2 separate regions of the Mus musculus genome follow, and region 1 is linked to region 2. Evidence: chromatin contacts called from public HiChIP or PLAC-seq data. All regions are on one chromosome and are shown on one strand. The core of a region is the stretch at or near the end of the contact, and the rest is flanking DNA. Distances in the headings are between cores, read along the strand shown. Region 1 has its middle 44 kb from the start of Gm31603. Region 2 has its middle 19 kb from the start of Gm31546.

The links. HiChIP or PLAC-seq counts read pairs in DNA pulled down with a chosen protein or histone mark.
Region 1: a contact with region 2 is called in an H3K27ac HiChIP or PLAC-seq map of embryonic fibroblasts, with 33 read pairs. The contact joins two enhancer-like sites. A contact is called at or near these places in 3 of 15 datasets of contacts at CTCF or cohesin (CD8 T cells and the NIH/3T3 cell line), 21 of 484 Hi-C or Micro-C datasets (the 4T1 cell line, the Ba/F3 cell line, the C2C12 cell line and 16 more), 15 of 115 datasets of contacts at active chromatin or transcription factors (CD8 T cells, the HPC-7 cell line, Th17 cells and 11 more) and 1 of 9 other capture datasets (liver).

Annotation. Positions count from the first base shown.
Region 1 is chr8:126,683,759-126,688,660 of GRCm38.p6, reverse strand. No RefSeq gene overlaps it. Among named protein-coding and RNA genes, the nearest start is that of Gm31603, 44 kb to the left of the region's middle. Within about 2 kb of position 3,535, at least 122 of the 459 cell types and tissues checked have an H3K27ac peak or open chromatin away from gene starts, as enhancers often do. A contact at or near this core is called in the 4T1 cell line, the C2C12 cell line, CD8 T cells and 12 more, where this site is marked.
Region 2 is chr8:126,612,445-126,617,421 of GRCm38.p6, reverse strand. No RefSeq gene overlaps it. Among named protein-coding and RNA genes, the nearest start is that of Gm31546, 19 kb to the right of the region's middle. Within about 2 kb of position 3,056, at least 216 of the 459 cell types and tissues checked have an H3K27ac peak or open chromatin away from gene starts, as enhancers often do. A contact at or near this core is called in the 4T1 cell line, the C2C12 cell line, CD8 T cells and 12 more, where this site is marked.

The DNA of each region.
Region 1 (4,902 bases), core at 2,286-4,785, 71 kb before region 2:
AGGGCGTTGTATTCCCCCAGAACTGGAGTTACTAATGACTGTGAGTGCCTATGTTGGTACTGGGAACTGAACCAGGGTCCTATGCAAGAGCAACAAGCATTCTTGACCACTGAGCCAACTCTGCGGCCCCTATATTTCATAAGTATCTCCGGCTTTCTTAAAAGACAGTGGCTCACATCTGTGCTTTCTAGCAGACTGCTTTGATACGAAAGGGAAACACACACACACACATACACACACACAGAGAGAGAGAGAGAGAGAGAGAGAGAGAGAGAGAGAGAGAGAGAGAGAGAGAGCGAGAGAGAGAGCATGTCCAAGATAGCCTGAGATAACACACATACAAGTAATATTTATTGCCACTCAGCCTCAGAAGCTACTGACCCAGCCTTGAGCCACCGACCGTGACAGAAGGGAACCGGCTGGAAGCTGCGTCTGGAGAAGGTAGGAACTGAAAGCCAGGGTGGAAGAGAGGGGAATGGAGAAGCCCATCCCTTCTGGTCAGCGAAAGTGACACACTCCTCCTCACACTCAGAGCACACAAGTCCCTGGATGTCATCTGCTTTCCTCTTTCTCAGCTTTCTGCTCTGTGGATCTGGTATCTCACATCTATGATGATGATCTAGACTTTGAGCCTTGTGTCTACATTTGGAGATACCAGAGCCATGTCCTGATGTCATGTTGACCTCAGCTTTGCCCACTGGTCATGAAGGTTTGGCATGAATTTGAAATTTGCACACCAGATACAACTGCAGGTGTCTTCAATTGGTTTATTTTTTTCCTCACTACCTCCCCTGTATCTAGGGGGCAAGAATGCTTTCCTGAGTGTGTGTGTATGTGTGTGTGTGTTTCACTAAAATCAGGCTTGTATCCCACAGGCTATCACCCATCCTTCTTTTTTTTTTTCTAAAGAATTATTTATTTATTTTATGTATATGTGTACACTATAGCTGTCTTCAGACACACCAGAAGAGGGCATCAGATCCCATTATAGATGGTTGTGAGCCACCATGTGGTTGCTGGAAATTGAACTCAGGACTGTGGAAGAACAGTCAGTGCTCTTAACCGCTGAGCCATCTCTCCAGCACCCTCACCCATCCTTCTAGTTCCTTTAGTGACAGGTCACGCTTGTCTGTACATGTCTGGGCTGATGGACTTTGTCCATGGGAATATGATGGTTCTCCACCTTCTAAGAACTTCAGATCTCACAGCTGTATCAACAGAGGAGAGAAAAGACACGGATATGTAAAAGTAGCACAGGGTAGAGGAGACAGGGAGACTGAACCAAGGTGCTGCCTTTATTTGAGGTATTCATGAGAAACATGAGGGGTGATACCCAAGCCTCCAAAGTCAGGGCCTTGGGGAGTCAGAGAGTCTGACTCAGGCAAGAGCAGGAACTGGACGGAGAGGTCAGGCATGACAGCAGAAGAGAGGACGGTGAGTGCATGAAGCCACAGGAAAAACTCAGAACTCTGGGAATGAGGGACAGCATACATCAGAAAGACAGCCCATGCTCCACCTACAGAGGGCCTCAAACACCAGCCACAAGACACTACAAGCAAGTACAGACACACTGGTATGACATCTTTGATGCTGCGGTGATGAGCCAGCTCTGCAAGCAAGCCTCAAAGGTGGTGATGATCCTACCAGCATTGCAGGCGAGTATCTGAAACTAAGATCAGATGAGTAATCGCATTAAGTCACAGCACATGGGATGCCAGAGTCAGGAGCCAACCAGGACCTGGGCTGACTCAGCCCTGGACACACCATGGACTTTGCACAAAATAGATGTAACGACAGATGAAAGGGGTGGGTTCCTTGTTTGCTTGCTCCTTGTTGTCCCTGAAAGTCACTATGGAAATAAAGTTTGGCTTGTAAGTGATTGAAATGTGTGCAAATATTATCAATAATGTTATGTGATATTCTGATGATTATTCCTCTTAAGTTACTTCAAATACACTGTGTTGCTACACCCTCAGTGTAACCCTGAGGCTTCAACAAACCCATATTATTATTATTATTACTTTATTGTTTTACTAAGACCACTGTTATTCTGGATTTTCCCCCAAGAGAGAAACTGAGACCAAAAGTGTCGAACCTTCCCAAAGCACTTGATCAGTCAGGATTCAAACCTATGTCTCTCTGATGTTTTTCAATCACTTGCTACTGGGGAATGAGAAGAAAGGTTGACCAGATGGGCATGTCTAGAAACCTGTGTTACTGACCAGTGGGTTTCATATTCAAATGATCCCCAACATATTGTCAGCCTGGTGGGCGATGAATAAGAGCATTCCAAGTAAGTCACGCTTAGAACCTGGTTCAGGGGCTTGGACTGTGATTCTTCAGCTCGCTGCCAGTGTAGACACTTGTCCTCTTGTGACTCTCAGGGCTACCACCAGAAAGGAAGCTGCATGTGTTAAGAACACAGAAGGCACCCTAAAGTCACCTCTGTATAGTGTGCCTCTTGCAGTTCTGCTCCCAAGGGACTATGGCCGGTCTCTGTCTCTACACCCTGGCCTCCCCTTCCCTGCTTACCTCTCCAGGATGAAGCTTGTTTTCTTTATTTGTTATTGTTATTTTGTGTGTGTGCATGTATGTGTTATATATCCACATGTGTACTTGTTGTGCAGGCCAAGGTTGTCCTGTTCTATCACTCTCTGCCTTAATCTCTTGAGACCCTGACTTTTCCTGCTCTTGAGACTAGGCTGGCAGCCAACTGATGCCAATCCTCCTCTCTCCCCCTCCCACTGTGTGTAAGCTACAGCCTCACACAGCCACACCACATTCTCTGAGTGGGGGCTGGAGATTTGAACTCAAGTCCTCATGCATGTTCAGCATTCTTACCCACCGATTCACCTCCCCACCCACTGAAGCTTCTTTTTTCCAGCCTGCCTTGGATCACTAAGCCTGGTTGAGTCCTAAACAGGCCCGAGCAGGCTGTGACAGACCAGGGCCTAGCTGAGAACAAAAGGGAGTTGAGGAGAAGATGCCTGGAGGGAGTGAGCACTGTCATCACTCTGCTCCAAGTGGGTTCTATGCAGCCAGGCACCGGCAGGATGAGTCAATGGCCAGTCAGAAGAAATGGAGGCCACACAACAGAGCTGCTGCCGAATCCTGTGGAAGGCTGGGCCTCCCACGCCCCAGGCTCTTCACACACCTTACTGTCTAATTTGGAATATCCCCACGAGTTTGTTGGTTCTGCGTCATGTGAGCAGTCTTTTATGCCAGATTGCTAAACAACTTGAATGAATGGACCTGCTTGTGCTTCTTCCCCATGGCCAAACCTCCACATCAATCTGTGAAACCCGACCTTCGGTAAAGCCACCAGTCCATCTCTCAGACCTGCTTCAGGGCAAGGAGCTGTGTGGTCTTCCTCCAGTGGCTTTGAACACACAGGTGCTGTGAAGGGCTCTAGAAATATCTTTTGGGATGGGGAAGAAGCCAAGTAGGTAAAGTGATCTCGTATTGCAAGCACGTAGACCTGGATTTGGTTCCCAGATAGTGTTTGTAAAAGGCCAGATGTGGTGACATCCTCACGTAGTCCTCTGCACTGGGAAGGGAGAGGCAGGCAGATCCCTAGGGCTCACTGACTGTCCAGCCTGACATAACTTCTAAGTCCCAGGCAAGTGTGAGACATTGTCCTCTGGCCTCCCCATGGGTGCTTGCACGCTCACATGCACACACACTAACAAAACAAACATAAAACAAATATTTCTTCTATAAAATTTCCTATACATATATATTCACTTCTCTGTGCTCAGCAATGGCCAGGTGCTTGTCTACTGGTGACAGCCATTAGTCATTGTCGGGAATAAAAGACTTTTAAAAGGGGGCCAGCTGTTCTTGGGTCACCATTCTTGCCCTCTACCCCCTAGACAGACAGAGACATTCTCACTGATAACAATTGCTCAATATTTTCTCCTGGAACAAGTTTGCCAGTAATTTCTCAGCTTGAAAGTCAAAGGAAATGAAATCTTATGTGCAAACATGGACTTTCTTGTGTGTCTCTCTCTCTGTGTGCATGTGCATTAGATGTGCGTGTATGCACATTCAAGTGTGATGTACACATGAACAAGAACTGAATGTGCGTGAGCACATGCACAAGCGAGGGTCAAAGGTATATAGGCGGTCCTTCCTCAGGCATGCTTCCTTAGCCATTACCTTGTCTTCTAGATGCACTCTTCCTCTGGCCTGGATCTCTCCGAGTAGCCTAGGCTAGCTGGCCAGTGCCCAGGGATCATCCTGTACCTGTCTTCCCTAGGGCTCGGATCCCAAGCACACCACCATGCCTGCATTATTATTATTATTGTTAAATATGGGTTCTTGCAGTGAGTCTCCAATCTTCACAAGTGTGAGACTCACTGTGCTTTACTAACTGAACTGTCTCCCCGGTGTCAGACACGATTTTTCAATCACTCGAAACATCCCCATCCCCCAATCTCCCAGTGGCCTGGCTGAGGGGCCTCTGAGTCATGAAGAGCTGCCAGAGAGGAAGATGTGTTGTGACGGATTCAAGGAGAAGTCTTCAGAGCCCTTTGAGTCAGAGTGAGTCACTGCTTTTGAGCCAACTGACACAAGCTGCCAACTGCAGGATTAATGGTGATGGGTAAGCTACTGAAGCTCCTAGAACCCCTCCCTCACCCACACATGCCATTTCATGAGGACATAATGAAAGGATGTGTCAGCTTAGGATTCCTTTAGGTTTGTCTGATAGGTCTCCTCTCCTCTCCATTCATCTCACCCAGTCTTCCTAACATGTACATATCTAAATATGTACATGTGTGATATATGCATATATTTGCATGTATACATATCTACTCATTCTTACATGAATGTACAAGAAAGCAAGACTTGGAAGTGGATGGTATCATTAGTACCATTCTACTGAAAAGAGGAAGTGAGTTG
Region 2 (4,977 bases), core at 1,807-4,306:
GCTGGTTAGTTACTAAGCTGTTGATCCATTGCCTTCACAGAATACACTTGGAGGAAGGGAGAGCCCCGTGCCAAAGCCAAGAAGTTCTATCACCTGGCCCTGTTCTGATTTCACATCAGGATACAGGTAGAAAGACCAGAGAGCCACCAATGCTCATGGAGGACCAGGACAGGTCCCCACAGACAACATCCTGTACCCTACAATAGTCTCCAGTCTGCAAAACGATCTCAGGGCAGTTGTAAGAGAACAGCAGGGTCTGCTGTATCTATAAACAAACTGCTGCTACCCACAAAAAAAGTCGGGTTTGTTTTCCCTCTTGTTGATAAATCCCAATGGCCTCTTCTGAGTTCTGTCCAAGACAGAGCACAGCTTGGAATTCAGAACCGCACACATTTCTATCCAGATCTGTCTTCCATTAGTTAATCAAACACTATCTGAGGTCATCAGAAAGATGTGGAAAATTCCTCCGAGTGAATGACTTCAACAGCAATGGCTTTTACATTATATTTTGCGTTTCGTTTTCCCCTTGATTTAGTGTCACAGGCATCTCAGAGTGACTTCCTGTGGATCTGGTTTGTGCTTTCTGGGGCCCTGGCTCCAGCCAGCAAATAAAGAATCTAGAGTAGGCTTAGCAGTGGTGCTGCATGGCTTTAATCCCAGCAAGCAGATCTCTGAGTTTGAGGCCAGCCTGGTCTACAGAGCGAGTTCTAGGACAGCCAGGGCTACACAGAGAAACCCTGTCTCAAAAAAGGGGGGAGAGAGGGGGCAGAGGGGAGGGAAGGAGGGGGGAGTGAGGGGGAAGAGAGGAAGGGGGAGGAGAGAGAGAGAGAGAGAGAGAGAGAGAGAGAGAGAGAGAAACTTCTCCAGGGAGACATGAACTTGTATTCACTCCAGATAGCTCACTGATGACACAGGGAAGAAACTGTTCTACCCTCGTCTAGTTTGGTGAACAGGGTGAGTTTAATGATGTGATAGCTGCTTCGCAATACAGCTAGTCCCCAGTTCATGCAATGTACAGCACTGGAGCTCTCTGCACAGCTAGCAGGCAGTTCCACAGAAGAGTCCCCCTTAGCATTGACTGCTTACTTAATCCCCAGGCAGGGCCACCATTATCTTTGTTTTCATTTGAGTTCTTGTAACTCTCTTGTGGGTTTCATGAGCAGTCTCTCCTCCAGGAATGCTTCTGAGGAAAGACCAACCCTCTTTTGTCTTCAGGAGACTGGGCAACCCCAAGAGTAACTTCTTGGTTTTGTTCCTTGTTTGAGACCGATGTCAATAGCAGTGTTTGGAAGCCTGAAGCGGGGACATGAGTGGGTGGTTGGGGCCCCTCCCACACACAGCTATGCAGGACGGGAAGCAGGGGCGTGAGCTCTGGGAGGACTTCCGGGTCTCTGGGCTTGCAGTGGCCCATTGTATGCAGATCTGGGTGGTTTCTCAGCCCACACCAGGCACCAGCCCCACCAGCTCCACCTTCAGCTGATACAGAACTGGGTCAGTGCCTCTGCCCAGCTAGGAGGAGCTCTGAGCTGGTTACTCATTCTTACTCATGGAGGTTCTGCAATGCCTCACCGCCAGCCCCAACCTCCGGTCTCCCACATGCATTCCGAGCCTCCCTGTCCATCTGGAGAGCAGCGAACTGAGAGGGTTGAAAGGAGATCCCAGACTTGTAAAACCAGATGCTGGCTCCTCCAGGCTGGCTCCCCCTCATCCACCAGCCAACAGTTTTTACCTTTTTAAAAAGTCACACCCCTGGGAGCAGAGCATCCACTGAACTGCTGATATGGGACAGGGTGGGGGATGGGACTGAGAAGGTGGGAGTTAAAAATCAAAGTGATAAATGGGCCAACTGTTGCATTCACACCACGGGTTGAGGCAGTTGCTGTCCCTAGGAAAACAAAGGCACTCCAGGATCTCCAGCCACCAGGGACACCCCTCATATAGGGATGACAGGCCAGCTCTTGTCTCTCCTCACCCCTGACTCTTGTCACCCTCCTCTCCAGGTTCCCCAAGATCTGCAGTACTGTATTTAGTTGCTGGGGAAAGAGAAATTGTTTCTGGCCAAGGTTGATCTACTTGACTGTGACTTTAAATGCAAAATGTCCCTCTCAGGTTTATGCAGTAGGAATGATGCTTGGGGGAAACATGGACCCTTTAAGAGCCGGGGCTTAGCTAGAGAAAGTAAGTCACTGGAGAACAGGGTCTTAACCAGTTTCTGCTTCCATGAGGAGCTATGGTGTCCTTTCCACTTCCTAGTCTGATGGTCAGGTCAGGAGCTCTAGCACAGCCTCCAGCCACCCTGAACTCTCCTGTACAGTCCCCACTGTGAAGGATGGACGTTCTCTCGCTCCAAATTGCTTTTGTCCAAGATTTTGTCAAGGCAAGAAGAAATGTAGCCAACACAGGCACATCCTTCCAAAGGGCTGCAGCCTGGAGACCAGGGGGTGTGGTCACATCAAGTGTTCAATGCTGACAACGCACAGAGCAGGGCAGTCAGAGGTGACACATGGAACCCAGCCAGTGAGATGGACAAGTGCTCACGTGTTCCCATGTCTGTTTCCCACCAGGTTTCCGGTGCTTCTCCTTCACCTCCCACTTCATACCTTCTGAGCTATGGGTGGGCTGCCTGGGGGCCAAAGGCCACAGATCCCAGGGGTATGCCTCAGATTGTCCCTGTGACCCTGTCAACTGGGGTGCAAGTCCCAGAGAGACATGGAACCGCCCCCACTTCCTCTTGAACACCTGCTGGTCTGAGGTAAAGCCTCTACTGAAGGAGTATGCTCGGTGGCCTCCAGGAAATCTACCCATATTACAGTAGGATGCAGAAGGCTGCGAGAACCCACAGACCCCTTGGGTTCTGCCCAGACAGACTGTGACCGGGATGGTGACGTAGGCTGATCAGCCTGGCCACACCCCAAATCCTGTTTGGCCTGGTTTTTGTAGGAAGGCAAGAGGTAAGGGCCTAGAGAATGAGGCAACAGCTTCCCCAGGGTGAGTTCCTGCCCAGAGCTGGTATCTGGTTTCTCAGCCAAGCATGGGTGGCTCTGGCTCTGTCTCTGATTCCGCTGACTCACAGTTTGGATTACACATTGGACATAGCTTGTCTGTTTGCCTGGACACTGACCCTTGGTCCTGGTTGCACGCTGCACATGGGCCTCTAGGTTTGTCCGGATATTGATCCTCAATCCTGGTCACACTCTAAACATTAGTCACCTACCTTGGCTGATTCTGCATGCACACTGCACACTGGCTGGCTGTTTGCCTGGATACTGATCCCTGATCCTGGTTGCACAGTATACACTGGTTTTCTATGCTTGCTTGGGACTCATCCTTGATCCTAGTTGTACTTTGTACTCTGTTATCTAAGTGTGGCTGGCTAGTCCTCCCAGAGAAAGGTCTTACTTGCAGTCACCCCAACCCTATTTTCAGAAGACACTCGGCTTTCTTGGAGTCGGACTGGGGCCTTGCTGGGCTTTCCTCTAGCCTAATTTTAATAAGCTGGCCGGATGTTTCTTTAGGTAGTAGAAACAGGCATGTTCTTGAGACTCAGGTTCACCTTCACCTTTGAAGGCAGGACATGGCAGGATGCTTGAGATCAGGGCTTGGGATAACAGGAGAACCTTGTTAACCACCGGGAAGGCTTTGCCCCACCTTGTACCCATTTCCCAGGCTGTCATGTTGCTGACAGTCATGTCCGACTCTTTCAGCATGCAGGTTACAGCTGCACGATGGTACCGATTTCTTACTCCTCACGGAGCCTGTATCTAGTGATGATTTGTGCTTTGTGAGCTAGGAAGCTGGGGGCTACCCACTCCTATTCTCACCTCTGTCTGGGGTCTCAGATGCTGGCAAGAATCACACATTCTGGGCTTGCTGGGGACTCGGCCTATCTAAGTCCCTACCCCCACCCACAGGGGAATTGTGGAAATGCCCCTGTCCCTCTTGAGAGTGAAATGTAGTCAGTAAATACCTAGGACTTCACCTGTGGGGTACCGAGAGCCGCTGTGGCAGAAGTTCTGGTTGTCAGGGGACCTGTCCATGATCACAGCATATCAGTGGGAACCCTTAAGGGAACGTGACTCACAGGCTGCTTGCTCCTGACTCCTCCCAGCTGAAGAAAGAAAGGATGGTTAGCAAACAGCAGGTGGGTGGCTGTGTGAGACAAACGTCAGGGAGAATGTTATGGGGTTGCTGGGGTCAAAGCCTGAGTCCTGGTAGCTATAAAAAAAAGTTAGCCAGGGCTACCCCTCCCCAGTTAAAGAAGTAGCAATAAAAGCAGAGAAAAGAGATTTATTTTTTGTGGCCACAGTGGGAAGAACAAAGGGGTCTAGCAACCCTCAAGTCCATCTCTGAGATCCTGGCATGAGGTTTAGGGTTAAGTAGAAAGCAAGTGAATGCGCAGAGAAGCAGATCTGGCCAAGGTGTGGCCCCGCCCATCACTGAGCTGCTGCCGCTGCCACTGCCACCACTACCACCACCACCACCACCACCTGGGCTCCAGTCTCCTGTGAGGTGGTGTGACACATGGTCAGACCTGTGTGACCCTTCCTGGGGGATTCTGGCTGGCACAAGGCCTTCTCCATCTGACAGCTTGAGATTCCCAGAGAAATTCCAGTTTCTTGGAGTCCCCAGTAGTCTGACAGCCAAAGAATAGGCTACAAGGGTCTCTTTATAAAACTGTCACAACAGAAGTCATGGGAAGATGGAGCGATGAAGCCCTGGTTGAAGAAGAACACGTGGCACTGTACAGGACAGTTGACCCAGGTGACAGTTAAGGAGCAGCCGGTGAAGGGTGATGAGTTACAAGTGCCCACAGGGAAAAGGGACACAGGACAACCAGGGTTACATCAGAGGGAACTGGACTCTCCCACACACCCTGCTATGAAGCCTGAGGTCCTTGAGGCAGAGGGTATTCCTGGAACCTTGTGGGTAGGACTCAGGCCACATGCAACCCTGAGTTTCTATTCATCCAGCCGGATT